Linked DNA regions of Mus musculus: region 1 is linked to region 2. The links are chromatin contacts, called in public HiChIP or PLAC-seq maps. All regions are on one chromosome and are shown on one strand. The core of a region is the stretch at or near the end of the contact, and the rest is flanking DNA. Distances in the headings are between cores, read along the strand shown.

Region 1 (2,794 bases), core at 102-2,601, 570 kb after region 2:
CTGTATGACTAATACATGATTTTTAAAACTGTGTACAGTATGCAAGATTTATTCAAGATACAATCTGAGTAAGCTAACAGCTATTTGAATAGGCGTCCTTCTTCAGTTATCCACTTGAGTTTTATTCTCTTCTTATATTTCAATCTTCTAATAATTCAGTTTCAATACTCTAATAGATTGAATGTATTAACAGAAAAGAAAGTCCAGCTATTTGTGTTTAGGTGTAGGTAGAAATGCTATACAATGATGCTGCTTTTTTACTAAGAGGTCAGGTGTAGTATTAACTTGTCGTCCTTTGCCTTTGCCTTCCTAGTGCTAGGGTTACATGCCACCATGCTGCTCAGGAAAAAACTATGTATGCATATATCATGTATAAACATGATACATATATGTAAATATATGTTACATTAAATGTAGTAAGTTTGCTTTTTTGGTTTTGTTTGTTTGTTTGTTTGTTTTCTGAGACAGGATCTTACCTTGTAGCCTTGGCCGGCCTAGAGTTCACTCTATAGACCAAGATTGGCCTTGAATTCAGAGGGATCCACCTGTCTCTGTCCCCTGAGAGTTGCTGCACATGCCCATCAGGTTGTTTTAGTGTAAAAATATGTTAGAGCAGGATGAGGGGAAAAGCAATGGAGTCTACACTCTGATAAGATTAATCTGGAGGTGATTTGTTAGTAGAAGCTGTGGTGAGGTTTGGGGAAAGCAATTGAGAACATTAACAGGCTGGATGTAAAGCAGTAATGGGTCAGTTAGGTAAGGCTGTCAGGGAGCTACTAAGGAAGTTCTGACTTACTACTAGTAGTATAAGGCATGCCAGAAGTCAAGTGCTAGGTTGAAACTTGGCCGAAAGAAAAGCTGCTTTGTATCAAATGTAAAAATTTCAGATTTTTGTAGTTCTAAAATTCAGCACTTCCTAATAGCAGAAGACCACATGGTTCCCTCCTCCCCTTCAGCATTTTTTTCTTTTTCTTCCACCCTTCTTCCTTCCTCCCTTGCTAATGCACTTACTCCAAAACCCTCCATCCCCAAATCTTGGTTTGGAGCTCAGCATGACCTGGCATTCATGGCGGCTCCTGCTTTAGCCTCCTCTAGTCCTGAGAAAGCAGGTGTGAACTGCTATGCCTCGCTTGCCATTGAGCTATTAAGGCGCTGCTGGTTCAAATTGGGTCTATTTTGGTAGTTAGGTGGAGCTCATATGGAAATCTAATAAAATGCATATTTATACAGAGTTAGTCATGCTTTATAACTATACTGTATTGCATTTTTTTCTGTATGTAACTGTGGTGTGCTTTTGAGCTTTATTAACTCATGTTCTTTCAGTTTTGTGACTGGTCACAGCATTGTGTGAAAGGTTATTTTCCTAGAAAGAGGAAGTTAAGGTCAAGATTAACAAGGAAATACGTCCTATAATAATCCTAGAGGCTGAGGCTAGACGATTGAGTTTGAGGTAATCCTGTGAGACCTTGTCTTACAAAAAGGTAAAGGAGTTAGCTTCTTTCCCCTTGTTTGGAAAACAAAAGCCAAAAAGGAGTATTATTGATCATGAAAGTGGAACATGTATTTCACACTCTGCTTATGATCTGTTTTCCCTGCAATTCATAAATACTGTTCATGGAATTACTAGGGCCTTATAAAATGGCCAAAAATATGCTTTAACAGTCAACTGATAAATTGGAAAACTGAAGAAAATGTGTGTTCAGAAGAATGATTCTCTGAAGGAATAACAGTCCAAATGAATAATCAAAGTATGGAATCATTAAAAACAAAGTGTCTGGGGTTTATTAAATTTAATTGTAGACTTATTTTCTTTTGTAAGTCAAGTTAAAAGAAAATTACATCATTAAAATTTTGCAGGTCAGTGTTAATGGGATGTGTTATACCATAATTTCTTTTCTTACCTAAACATTACTTCGTTTTTGGCATTAACATGTGTGTTCTTCCATGTAGGAGAATATATAAAAAACTGGAGGCCAAGATACTTCCTTTTGAAGACAGATGGCTCATTCATAGGCTATAAGGAGAAACCTCAAGATGTGGACTTACCTTATCCCCTCAACAACTTCTCAGTGGCAAGTAAGTGATTAACAATTGTTAATTCACTGTGGGTTCATTTATCTGCATGATGTTATGTGGCAGGTGTGTGTATGGATCTGAGAAACCAGCATGAAAGTTTATCTACACTTGATGGAAAGAAATGATCAACTCTGTAAGAAATTTCAACTCCTTATGACAGGGACTTATAATCTTATGCAGTGCAATATAGTTTACTGTTTTTCGTATTTAGAGTTGAATGTAATATATTAAATATAATTGCCCACGTACACAACTTAAGTTTTTTTATATAAAATGTAAATAAGGACCTATGATCTGGGTTGTAAGATGTTATCCTCCTTTCTGCATTATCTCACAGGATTCCCTGTCACAGTGTTTGGTTGTTTGTCTTATTATATAAATGTTTGTCTATTAGAAATCATTTCCTGAGATTATTTTATATTTTTAGTTATATTCATATTTCTTAAGACTATCTAAAAAATGCTCATAGTTTACTTAGAAATGTTGTCTTTGTTGAATTTGCTTAATTAAAAGGTGTCCTTGATGATAATAACGATTATTTTCATTTTCATATTTGACCAAGCTTTAAATGGTTTATACCTACTTATCTAAGTAAAAGATCCTCCTGTGTTTATCCAGAACTAGAGCAGTTTCAAGTTCAAATTGGCATAGAGAAGAACTAGGTGCAGTCTGTTCTATGGGGTCAAAATTTGTCATTAGATGACTCTTTTAGTTGGAT
Region 2 (2,846 bases), core at 249-2,748:
TGCAGGACCCAGAGGAAAAGATCAGAAATGTATACAGTCCAGAAGGCTGGAAAATGTGCAGCTGCCCTGCAAGTCTGCAGGGATCAAACCCCAGTCTGAAGGAAGGGCCTGGTTTAAAAAGACCCACCTATGTGTCAAAGTAGGGTTTTACACCTGTCTCCTGGAGATCTTCTATCTGCATGCTGTACTGTGCTTTTACTGGGTATTATCCAAGAAGGCTTGGAAATCTATAGCATGAATACAGTGTGTTTTTCATTTGGAATCTTATAGATGTATTACACATATTGCTCCTTAGCCCTGTAGAGTGTGCCAGCGGTCATATTCTTCCACCTTTAAGGGGGTTCTGGGGACTGAACTTAGTCAGGCTTGTGCCACAAGCACCTTCACCTGCTGAGTCATCTATCCATCTTTGAAAACTTTCTTAAGAAAGTGTTAGTCATTAGGAAGGAAGCAGAACTAATGGTAAACTTTCCATGACTCAGTGACTCAGGGAAAACTGCTCAGCGTACTCCATTTTTGGAAGGAGAGAGAAACAAATTATGTAATATTACAACAATGAATACTTAAATCCTGTTCTCTAGCGGCTGCTGGCAGAAGTGACTGGGGACTCAGAGGAAGGCCAAAGCCATCCTCATAGAGGTTTCTATTTTCCCTATTCATTTGCTCCTTGGAGTATTGTGAATCCCAGGGCCATTAGGGGAAAACCTGTGCAGACCAGCAGGGCAGGCTCTGACAATCCCAAGACAATCTCTCTCTCTCTCTCTCTCTCTCTCTCTCTCTCTCTCTCTCTCTCTCTCTCTCTCTCTCTCTCCTCTCTCTCGTCCCTGTGTCAAATGCATCCCTTTGTCTCCGAGTCATCTTTCCTTACAGAGCTACTGACTCTCAAGTCTGTTGTAGACTGTTGTAGCCACAGATTCGATGGCTGGATGAGAGACAGGGATGCCTCCTGCTCGTCCTGGAAATTTCATTACTGACTTGTCTGGCTCCCAAGGGAGGGCTTTCAAGCAAGCTTGGGCTGGTCCAGAGTTTCTGAATTTGAGGCTGGTTGCCTCTAGGTGGCAGCAATGTCCCATTTTCTGCCGCCACTGCTGCTCGGATTCGTTTCTCTCCCACCCTGTTAATTTGAGAAACTAGTGCTCAAGGGACTCTTCCAAGAGATCTTTCTTCTGTGCCCAGGCAGACTCGAGGCTTCTTGTGGTTTGCTGCCCGAGTGGAGACCCACATTTTTCGGAGTCAGCAAAGGGTGGGAAGACAGGCTAGTTGGAAAGAGAAGAGATGGAGCGACTTAGGGAAGAACGGAAGCAAGTGAGGTGGTGGCGAGGAAGGAGCCCCTGCAGGCATCAGTCGCTGACATGGCCTTTGTAGAGGGGCCACTGCGGGTGGGAGCTGCAACGCCTCGCAGAAGCTCCTGGGCTCCCCTTGGTTCATTGCCCAGGGTATAAAACCACAGAGGGAAGCAAGGAGAACTTTACTCTCAATCATGACCTGACGCCAGGCTGCCACACAGGGGCTACTGTGGCTCATTGCAGTTCTTAGATGGCTTCAGGGACAGAGCATAGAACTCTGTGTGACCCTGTGAAAGCCCCCTTCTCACAGGATCCCTTGGAACTTGGAGAGGATTTAGTAAAGTCTTATCCTCCATGCAAGATGTCAGACTAAGGGGGGAACAGGGTCGGTTGGGCTGTCGTCTGCCCCTGCATGCTGAAGATGTGGTAGCCATCTTCCTTAGCATTTTGGGAAGTTTCACTATCAAACGAACTCAAGACCTTAGTAAAACTGGGCTTGCCTAACACTTGTCACTTTAAGATTAGGAAATAGCTTTCTTATTACTTGCAACAATTACTTATTCACCCTGCCCCTTTTTCCTATTTCTAAGAGTAATGTCTCAATGTGTAGGCTAAGATGAGCAGCCGGTCCCCTGTCTCCATCCCTAAGCTGGGGTATTCAGTCCTGTCTCATGTCACACCCCTGTATACTGTATATCATATGCCCTCATGATTCCGATGCTGCCCACATAAGGATGTCCCCTCCAAAGCTCATGTCTAAATTTGGGTCCCTGTGTGACAGGCCTGAGGTGGTGATGTCATCAGTGGTTAGGGAACAGGAGGCATGTATATGTCTATGTTGTTGCTTGCAGCAGCCATGGTGTTCTTTTTCACACAGAGCCTCACTGTAGAGCCTTGACTGACTTGAAGCTTTCTGTGTATACCAGGCGGGCCTTGAATTTACAGTCATCTCCTGCTTCTGCCTCCTGAGGGCTGGGATTTGAGGAGTGAGCCACCACGTCCTGCCGCCAGGCCTCCGGAGTTCTTTTCAGAGCTCTGCACACAGGTGAGGCAGTACTATTGATTTCGCTGTAAAAAAGATTTCATGCAGAGCAGATATGTCTCCGAGCTGGGGTTTATAAGAGGAGGAAAGTATATGGCCCACTGGAATGTGAGTGTCTCAAGAGGGCGCTCGGGGGTGGGGGGGATAAAAGCTGGAGTGTAAATAGATAGATAGATAGATAGATAGATAGATAGATAGATAGATAGATAGATAAATGGAGCTCAGTTTTACTTTACAACGGCCATATCCAGAGTTTTGGTGGGTAGTGAGTTCCTGGAGGACATGAACAAGATTACAGCTGACAGGGTGACACCCTGAGTCCCAGGCTTGCATGGAAAATGAAGATGCTCTCACTGTTAGCAAAAGTTACTGGTTTGTGAGATTCTCAGGAAACCTCTGGGAAAGGAGAAACGTCATACTAAGGTCATAGGTTCTCAGCCTTAAGCATGGTTTATTGCTACCTTAACATCCTTATTTGAGTAACTGTATAGAAAACAGCTTTATTGTCTATATCTATA

The links. HiChIP or PLAC-seq counts read pairs in DNA pulled down with a chosen protein or histone mark.
Region 1: an H3K4me3 HiChIP or PLAC-seq map of bone marrow-derived macrophages shows a contact between it and region 2, with 5 times the contacts expected there. The contact joins two enhancer-like sites. A contact is called at or near these places in 2 of 15 datasets of contacts at CTCF or cohesin (large pre-B cells and pro-B cells), 4 of 484 Hi-C or Micro-C datasets (the HPC-7 cell line, bone marrow-derived macrophages, cerebral cortex and 1 more), 7 of 115 datasets of contacts at active chromatin or transcription factors (the NIH/3T3 cell line, bone marrow-derived macrophages, embryonic limb bud and 4 more) and 1 of 9 other capture datasets (embryonic stem cells).

Annotation. Positions count from the first base shown.
Region 1 is chr1:177,130,253-177,133,046 of GRCm38.p6, reverse strand. Akt3 (thymoma viral proto-oncogene 3) reads left to right here. Exons shown (of 13, transcript NM_011785.4): 2 at 1,951-2,076. Among named protein-coding and RNA genes, the nearest start is that of Akt3, 120 kb to the left of the region's middle. Within about 2 kb of position 1,351, at least 9 of the 459 cell types and tissues checked have an H3K27ac peak or open chromatin away from gene starts, as enhancers often do. A contact at or near this core is called in bone marrow-derived macrophages, where this site is marked.
Region 2 is chr1:177,701,248-177,704,093 of GRCm38.p6, reverse strand. No RefSeq gene overlaps it. Among named protein-coding and RNA genes, the nearest start is that of 1700016C15Rik, 27 kb to the left of the region's middle. Within about 2 kb of position 1,498, at least 191 of the 459 cell types and tissues checked have an H3K27ac peak or open chromatin away from gene starts, as enhancers often do. A contact at or near this core is called in bone marrow-derived macrophages, where this site is marked.